Regions from separate parts of the Mus musculus genome. Here region 1 is linked to region 2. Evidence: chromatin contacts called from public HiChIP or PLAC-seq data. All regions are on one chromosome and are shown on one strand. The core of a region is the stretch at or near the end of the contact, and the rest is flanking DNA. Distances in the headings are between cores, read along the strand shown. Region 1 overlaps Hivep3 (human immunodeficiency virus type I enhancer binding protein 3). Region 2 holds the start of Ccdc30 (coiled-coil domain containing 30).

Region 1 (4,097 bases), core at 874-3,373, 640 kb before region 2:
AAACTGGAAATAAGCTATGTGTCCTCTCTGAAGAGAACAGTGAATGATTAGGGAAGAGGTTGTTGTGGGAACAAGGGTCTGTCTGCAAAGCTGCACACAGCCAGTGCAAGAAGGATCTGGACCAGTTCCTCTGTGGACTCCATGAAATGCCACCAGAGGCTGTCCTTTGGAGTCAGAGACCACAGTGCAGACTAATTCTGCTGGACATTAGGGCTGACATCCCTGTGGCTGAAAGCTCGGACAGAACAGCCTCTGTGGACCACGGCACAAGGTTTCTGGGGGCTATGAATGAGGTCAGACAGCTTGGGCTCTGCTTGGGGCCTCACACCTCACTCTCAGGGAAGATGAAGGCTCATGCTGAGTCCCTGACCACCCTTTGAAGAGGACATGTTCAGACAGCGACAGCAGATGGGAAAGCTGAATTTGATATGCAAGGGTCAGGGAACTGGGAAATGGATCTTTCTGATTTCCTTTTGATTTCCACCACTGTGGTCTGTGGGTCAATAAGATGTGGAAATCTTTTTTTAAATTATTTATTTATTTATTATATGTAAATACACTGTAGCCGTCTTCAGACACACCAGAAGAGGGCATCAGATCCCATTACAGATGGTTGTGAGCCACCATGTGGTTGCTGGGATTTCAACTCAGGACCTCTGGAAGAGCAGTCAGTGTTCTTAACCGCTGAGCCATCTCTCTGGCCCAAGATGTGGAAATCTTATTGACTCACAGATACATGTGGGTCAAGATACATGAACACACAGATAAGATCAGTAGCCAAATTATGCCAGGCTACAGGCGCCCGGGAGAAGTAAGGGGAATAATGTATAATTTATTTACCACAGGATATGAGAGTAGAGAGGGATAGCCTAGAATCTGCACTGATGGCAGCAGGATGGCCTGGGTTCATTCCTGTTTTCAGCCATTTATAGCTGTGTGGCCTCAGCTGAATTGCTTAGCCTCTCTGAGCTGTACCCTCTTCAAGAGTCAAAGAGAGGAGCCCTCCCATTGTATGTCTTTTCATTGGCGATAGGAGACATGCACCAACAGACCAAAGGACTCTACCCAAGGCCAGCGAGCCAATGAGCATGCTGTGGCACCTACATGAGCACGGGTGGCTCTCCGGAAATGACAAGACTGGGAAGCCTCCCCCAAGCATGCTGAGGCTCTCAAAAGCTGAGGGTCCTGCTCCACCCTATGAAGCCCCGACTTGTGTGTAATGTAGCACATGTGTCGCTGGGGATTGGTCATGAGCAGGGACATGGTATCACAGGATGGATGGAGCGTCTGGATGCCAGGGTAAGGGTTCCATGATTCCTCTTTACGTGGGAATGGCAGATACCTGATCCTCTAGGAGCCTGGTATGGATGATTGCAGCTGCTCCAGTTTCAGAATGGATGTGCAGGACCATGACCCACCTTCCTCAGTTCCCTTGCATGTGTCCCTTCCCTACCCTGGCAACTCACCTGCTCCCGCAGGCCACACCACAGCCTGACATTGCTGTTATGTGCGTCTGGCCACTCAGAGAGATGTGGGAGGCTTCCCAGGCCCTACCTGAGTTCTCTAGACAAAAGCTTCCCACTTAAATGTCAGTAGACCCACGGAACGCTGAGGTGGCCTCCTTCTCCCGAGAGAATGACCAGACAGGCCATGGGCCTCAGCCTCTGATATGGATTGATGTGCCATAAAATGCTGGGGAAAACACCCAATCAAGGAGAGGGTGGGCAGAGAGGAGGGAGACGCCCTTTGATAGGTACTGAGGACAGAAAAAGAGGAACGTGCAATGAACGTCCGAGTGAATGGATCCCACCATGTAGTAGTGAGCGGCAGGGAGGGAACAAGACCTCAGGCTCCACACTTTGACAGAACAGGCTTATGGTCTCCAGACCCTGTGAGGGGAAAGGGTAGGTGGGCCTCAATCGCACTTGGTGGGGTACAGCCACCCTAAAACCTTAAGGAATGATGGAGCAGGCTGAGCAGCAGGAGTGACCCTGGGGGCCAAGACCCAAAGAGCTGTTCCCTGCATGCCAGCCGGCTACAGGCAGTCCTCTCATGGGAAGGTCAACAGGCCTGCGCTGCGTGCATTCACGGGAGAGCAGAGGGGACACTTCCCCTCCCCGAGGCCCCTGGGACACCCAAAAGGGAAGTAAGCTGATCCAGCTGAATGGCTTCCACAAAACACTGCTGCCCTGGCTGGAGTTCAGAGATGCAAAGGTGAAGGGGACACGGCTTGCCCCATGACATCAAACAGCTAACTGGGAATCTGGGCAAGAAAACTACCAGGCAGCTTATTCCTCCACGGAGCCGCAACATCTCCTGTCTGCAGAGGCAGAAAGCAGGGGTAGGACCAAACCCACAGGCGCCGAGTGTCTGTTAATGCTGTCCTTATAATGATGCTACAGAACAGCTCTATTCACATCTGTCAGCTGAAGAAACTGAGGCCCAGAGCTGTGAGCTTCGAGCAGCCTTCCATGGCAGAAGGCTAGCCCAAGGCTCTGGCACTAAAGAATTAGTTGCTCTCAGGTCACTGTCACTGTGTGGCCTCAGATACATCATTTCACACCTCAGTGGCTCAGTATGCTCACCTGGAAAATGGAAGCAACAGGGCTTATCCGGACCGGCGTCGGATTTAAATAGCACAGCGTCAATTCTCCGGAAATTGAGGCCTGTCCCTCTTCCTCTTTTGGTTATTTCTGACTTTCAAGCTTTATGCCTATCTACAGAGTTTGTCTTGCAATAGAATAAGCTAGAAATCCCGCAACAAAATCACTGTGATCTATTCATAGGGAGAAGGGACACAGAAACAAAGTGCGCGCGTGCACACACACACATACACACACACACACACACACACACAGAATGTGCACACAGGATGACTGTGGGAAGCTGCAGGGACTGAGACCTTCAGCACTTGGTCAATACCTGCTGAGATTGCAAAGTATGGCCATGATTTTGGAGGAAGGATGACTCTCTTCAACCACAATAGCCTCTTCAGCTCACAGGGGAAGCCTAGTGGTGGCCAGGCTCCCCAGGGATCCTCCCCAGCCTCTGGCCTAGGGACCAGGCTGCCCCCATTTTTAGCTCTGATCCCCCCTCCCCACCTAACCAGCTCAGGGTCTCACAAATAGGTAAGGCCATGTGTGCTACAGAGCAGAGTCACTGGGCTGCAGTGGCCCTTCCCTTTTCTGGCCTGGAGGCTCTGAAAGGGACACTTTTTCCATAGAGTGTTTCCACTACCTCAGTGATTTGCATAGTCCCCAACTCTGTTGCCTAGTTTTCTGTCAATGTGACCCAAGCTAGAGTCATCAGAAAGGAGGGAACTTAAATTGAGAAAGTGCCTTCATAAGATCCAGCTGTAAGGCATTTTCTTAATTAATGATCAACTGAGAAGGGTCTAGCCCATTGTAAATGGTGCCATCCCTGGGCCAGTGGTCCTGGGTTCTATAAGAAAACAGGCTGAGCAAGCCATGTGGAGCAAGCCAGTAAGCAGCACCCCTCAGTGGCCTCTGTATCAGTTTCTGCCTCCACGTTTCTGCCCTCTTTGGGTTCCTGTCCTGACTTCCTTCAGTGATGAACAGTGAGTGATATGTAAGCCAACACTTTTTTCCTGCCCTTGCCTTTGGTCATGGTGTTTCACCAGAGCCATAGAAACTGTAACCAAGACACCATCTATATGCCAGTTCTGGTTTCAGTGAAGCCCCTCAGCTCTGTGGGGTCTGTCACACTTGATAGGGGGCAAGGAAGCCTTTGTCCTAGCTACAGGATGTGCCATCCTGGGGCAACCCTCCTGACCATTCCTGGCCCTGACTGGCTGCTCTTCATTTAGAAGTAGATAAAACATGGCTCTAGTTTGAATCCACCCTCTTCTACTTTGGAGCCAGATCATCAAGGCAGAGTGTTCTTTTAACATCTCTGGGCCTGTGATAGCTCATTTGTAGGGAGGGAGGAGAGTCAGTGCCTGCCCAGATGAGTCTGGGAAAGCCATCTATTACCTCATTCACAAAGAACACTTAGCGTGGTACCTGGCCCAGAGCCTTAGTGAGAGTCCATAAATAAGAGCAGAAGCACTTGAAGGCAGCCTGGCTCAAACCCCCACA
Region 2 (4,174 bases), core at 14-2,513:
TGTATCACTAAAGTACTTTGGGGCTGGAAGAAGACATGGCTACTGAACCAAGACTCATTCCCAGCACCCACGAGGCTCCCAAGGACTGTATCTAGTTCCAGGAGATCTGGTATCCTCTTTTGGCTTCCTTGGGCTCTAGCTGTGATGTACATTAACTTATCAATGTAAACCTACATGCACATAAATCTTTTTTTAAAAAAAATATTTATCTTGCATTCTATAAGAAGCCAAACAGAATTGTCAATTAGCTTAGTTAGGCTTTCTTAAGGGTTCTAGCCTTCGTGGTAATTCTGGTCAAGCTTGATTTAAATGATCTTAAGTGGGCTCTCATGAATATTATCATAAAGGTCACCTAGTTCTAGCAGATGAGTCAGCACCCAAGGCTGTGGCTGTAGAGAGGAAAGTCATCTTTTACAGCACTGTACCAATGGCGAAGCCTGTTGTTTTCTGGAAGTTTTGCCAACTAGACCTAAAGTTCATGTCAACTGTGTGCTCCAAGAGAGGTGGTAATTCATGTCACAAAAGTCCAGAAGTGTGGAAATTTACCTTAGGTACTCCAGGTGTGATGACAAATTCTGGCCCTAAATTGAGACCTGATATGCACAGTATCTTGCCTTTTTTCTTTTCTCTTTTCTATTCTCCTCCTCCTCCTCCTCCTCCTCCTCCTCCTCCCCCCCCCCTCCTCCTCTTTCTTCTTCTCCTTCTCCTTCTCCTTCCTTCTCCTTCTCCTTCCTTCTCCTTCTCCTTCTCTTCTCCTCCTTCTCCTTCTCCTTCTCCTTCTCCTTCTTCTTCTTCTTCTTCTCTCTCTCTCTCTCTCTCTCTCTCTCTCTCTCTGTCCTCTCTTTTCTTTTTCTTTTTTAAAGGCAAGGTTCCATTCTATAGCCTAGGCGGCACCGACTGGAATCTACTGTATAACACTAGCTGGTTCCAAACTCAATTCTACCTCACTCTCATGTGCGTGGACTCTCACATCCAAGTTTTGAAGTCACTTACAGAAAAACAAATATAAGGAGATAGGTTGAACTTGGAGGGAAACAATTCGAGAATTAGAACCCTATGTTTACTCGCAGTCTGAGAATTATATAGACGCTGTACACTGTTGTTATGGTTACTGCGGTCTCCGGAGCCAATGGGGTAGTCTGTAGTTCCTGGAGGCCAATGGTGTGCGCTGTAACAACAGTCTTCACAGGAAGAACGGCCCGGGCCACCCAAAGCGTGCATGGTCTCCATGGCTCCCGCCGGGTCGCGCCTGCGCGTCCCCCGCTGAGTGGGGTTGCCATGACAGCGGCTGGGCGGCTGGAGCTGAGAGTCCCCTGCTCCTTCTGCGCGCTGGCAGGAAAATCCCACCTCAGCCCGGGGACGGACCTGCTCTTCCCGTGGTGCACATTCCAGATCTCTTCGGATCGCCGGTGAGCTCCTTCGCGCGGTGCTGGCCGGCTTCGGCGTGCTCGGCCCGGTAACGGTTGGCTCAGGAGAAGTGTGCTCTTGACCGTCCCCGAAGGTCCCAGCCACAAAGGCCCCAGAGACACCGTTGTGCCCTGCGCGCGGCCCGAGCGAAAGGACTGTGGGACTAGCTTCGTCACACGCAACCTTGCATCCGGATGAAGCTCTGCAGGCCTTTGGGGATACCAGCATCCGAGATCATCAAGTCAGTTGCCTTCTGCCTTTCAGCCTTCAACTCCATCCACTTCTCTCACCATCCGAGCACCCGGCTCCTTTATCCTGTTTACCCCACAACCATCTCACCCTTCCCCGTCCACGCTGTGCATTGTAATGTCTTCACCATTCTGTCACCTGTAGACCACCTCCTTCTGCTTCCCTACAGGAAGGCTTTGCATGGCTGCACATTTCTCATCCTCCAGCCCAGCAGTCCCCGTAAAGAGTTTCCATTTCTCTGCACTGTTGCAAATTCTCTGTCTTGGGTGAACTTGAGATGGGTGAAGTAAATGATGCAAATGCATACATGAGACGGTTGCAAACCTATTGTATTTCGAAAATAGAAAAGAATTAAAAGAAAAGAATCAGTTTTGAACTTCTTGACAGCGGTATACACATATGCCATATGTGAAAGTTTAAGTTCCGTTCCTTGTTAGGTACTATGTTAGACACAAATTTAAGCAATATGTTCGTACTTGTAAAAATGGCGTTCAAAAATGACCGCATAGCAGAATTTTGACTTTTAGGCCAAAGTACATCAAACACCCGGGGATTGTGCGATTTGCCAGACTGGAGATACTTGAAACTGTTCCCGTGCCCCCCCCCCTCTTTTTTTTTTCCTTTCAGTTTCTAAATTAGAAAACACTTTTGGTGAAGGGAATCAATCAAGAGCAACTTATCATATTTTTGGAAAAGGAGAAAGCCCAGTGGCCTTTTTTAAAAAAGAAAAAAAAAGTATATTTTATTTAGGAATTGGAACAACCTGTGAATCATATTCTTGGGTTTAAGGTTATACGTGTTTGGATTATATTTCTATAGCAGGAAGGGTACTTAGGGTGAAAAGTCACATGGGGGCTGTTCCAGTTTTGTGACCTCATATTTGTTTGTTCCTTAGCATGTCACTTATAGACCATGTGACCCAAAGCAAGTCCCTTCCTCAGAGCCAGAAAACGACCCCCCCCCCCCGTTGAAGTTAGAGGGCAGAAATGCTGTTAGTCCTCTTTCCACCTACCATTCATTATTACGTCGGCACTCCAGCTTACCACCTCACCCGTTAGATGTGAGGAGCTTAGGCGGCTTAAAACCATGTTTACCCTTGTTAAGAGGCTAAATGACCATTTCTTCAGTATCTATTTCAGAGAGCAGGCTCTGTTAAATGGGGCAGTCTTAGGTACACTTTAAATATCAGAGAATTTATAACTCAAACAGCATGTTTTATTCTGTTGTATTAGATTTTTAGAATTTCCCAACCACCAAGTCTGAGTTCACCGGGGAGAAAATTTTGTTCTGAAATGCTCTAACACCATCCCAGGCAGAGGAACCTGGGTGTGCAGAGTCAAGAAATTAATTGCCAACAGCATAATGAAAGCATTGGTTGAATGACTTAAGAGCTGTCTTAGTCAGGGTTTTTATTCCTGGACAAAACATCATGACCAAGAAGCAAGTTGGGGAGGAAAGGGTTTATTTAGCTTATACTTCCACATTGCTGTTCATTAACTGAAGGAAGTCAGGACTGGAACTCAAGCAGGTCAGGAAGCAGGAGCTAATGCAGAGGCCATAAAGGGATGTTTCTTTTTTGTTTGTTTGTTTGTTTGTTTGTTTTCGAGACAGGGTTTTTCTGTATCGCCTGGCTGTCCTGGAACTCACTCTGTAGACCAGGCTGGCCTTGAACTCAGAAATCCACCTGCCTCTGCCTCCCAAGTGCTGGAATTAAAGGCGTGTGCCACCATGCCCAGCTCAGCCTGCTCTCTTATAGAACCAAGACTACCAGCCCAGGGATGGCACCACCCACAAGGGGACCTCCCCTCTTGATCACTAATTGAGAAAATGCCTTACAGCTGGATCTCATGGAGGCATTTTTCAACTGAAGCTCCTTTCTCTATGATAACTCCAGCCTGCATCAAGTTGACACACAAAACCGGCCAGTACAAGAGCCTAAGGCTAATGATGATCAGATGAACTGAGAGAGAGAAGCAGGCAGGAACCAGGCTGTGGAGAATTTCGGGTGCCAAGCAAAGGGGTTTGAACTCTGTCTGGAAGCGATGCAAACATTAAGCAGCAAGTGATCTGCATTTGGAACGAGCCTTCTGGGGGCTTTACAGAGTACAGGCTGGGTAGGCGCCAGCTGGCAGCAGCTGCTGCTCCAGTGGCCAGTGCTGCTGCACTCTTCGCTCTTCAGAGTATATCAGGAGTGCCTACAGGAAGCCAGCAAGCAAGGGGGAGAAGATCAGGAAGTGAGGAAAGAGCAGCAGCAGGTCTGGGGACAGACTGTGTGGTGGTAAGATGATTGGAGAGGAGTCAGGGAAGACCCGTACCCCCACCCCCACCCCTGCCAGGCTGTGTCACTATATCATTTGTTGGTGACTATAACTGTGGAATCCAGAAGGTACTTTGTGAGGGAAATGGTGCATGAATCCAGCCAAGTTGTTCCGTTGACTGTCCATGTGGAGGAGGGTGGGCCCAAGTTGTTGAGACCTAATTAATGAACCAAAGGTCTCAAAAGATTGAACCAAGAGAG

Evidence for each region. HiChIP or PLAC-seq counts read pairs in DNA pulled down with a chosen protein or histone mark.
Region 1: a contact with region 2 is called in an H3K4me3 HiChIP or PLAC-seq map of bone marrow-derived macrophages, with 4 times the contacts expected there. The contact joins the enhancer-like site here to the promoter of Ccdc30 in region 2. A contact is called at or near these places in 2 of 39 promoter capture datasets (the 3T3-L1 cell line and pre-B cells) and 4 of 115 datasets of contacts at active chromatin or transcription factors (bone marrow-derived macrophages, embryonic forebrain, large pre-B cells and 1 more).

What each region holds. Positions count from the first base shown.
Region 1 is chr4:120,052,362-120,056,458 of GRCm38.p6, reverse strand. All of the region lies in intron 2 of Hivep3 (human immunodeficiency virus type I enhancer binding protein 3), which reads right to left. Among named protein-coding and RNA genes, the nearest start is that of Gm36215, 20 kb to the left of the region's middle. Within about 2 kb of position 2,123, at least 63 of the 459 cell types and tissues checked have an H3K27ac peak or open chromatin away from gene starts, as enhancers often do. A contact at or near this core is called in bone marrow-derived macrophages, where this site is marked.
Region 2 is chr4:119,412,610-119,416,783 of GRCm38.p6, reverse strand. Ccdc30 (coiled-coil domain containing 30) reads left to right here and starts at 1,263. Exons shown (of 15, transcript NM_029286.2): 1 at 1,263-1,648.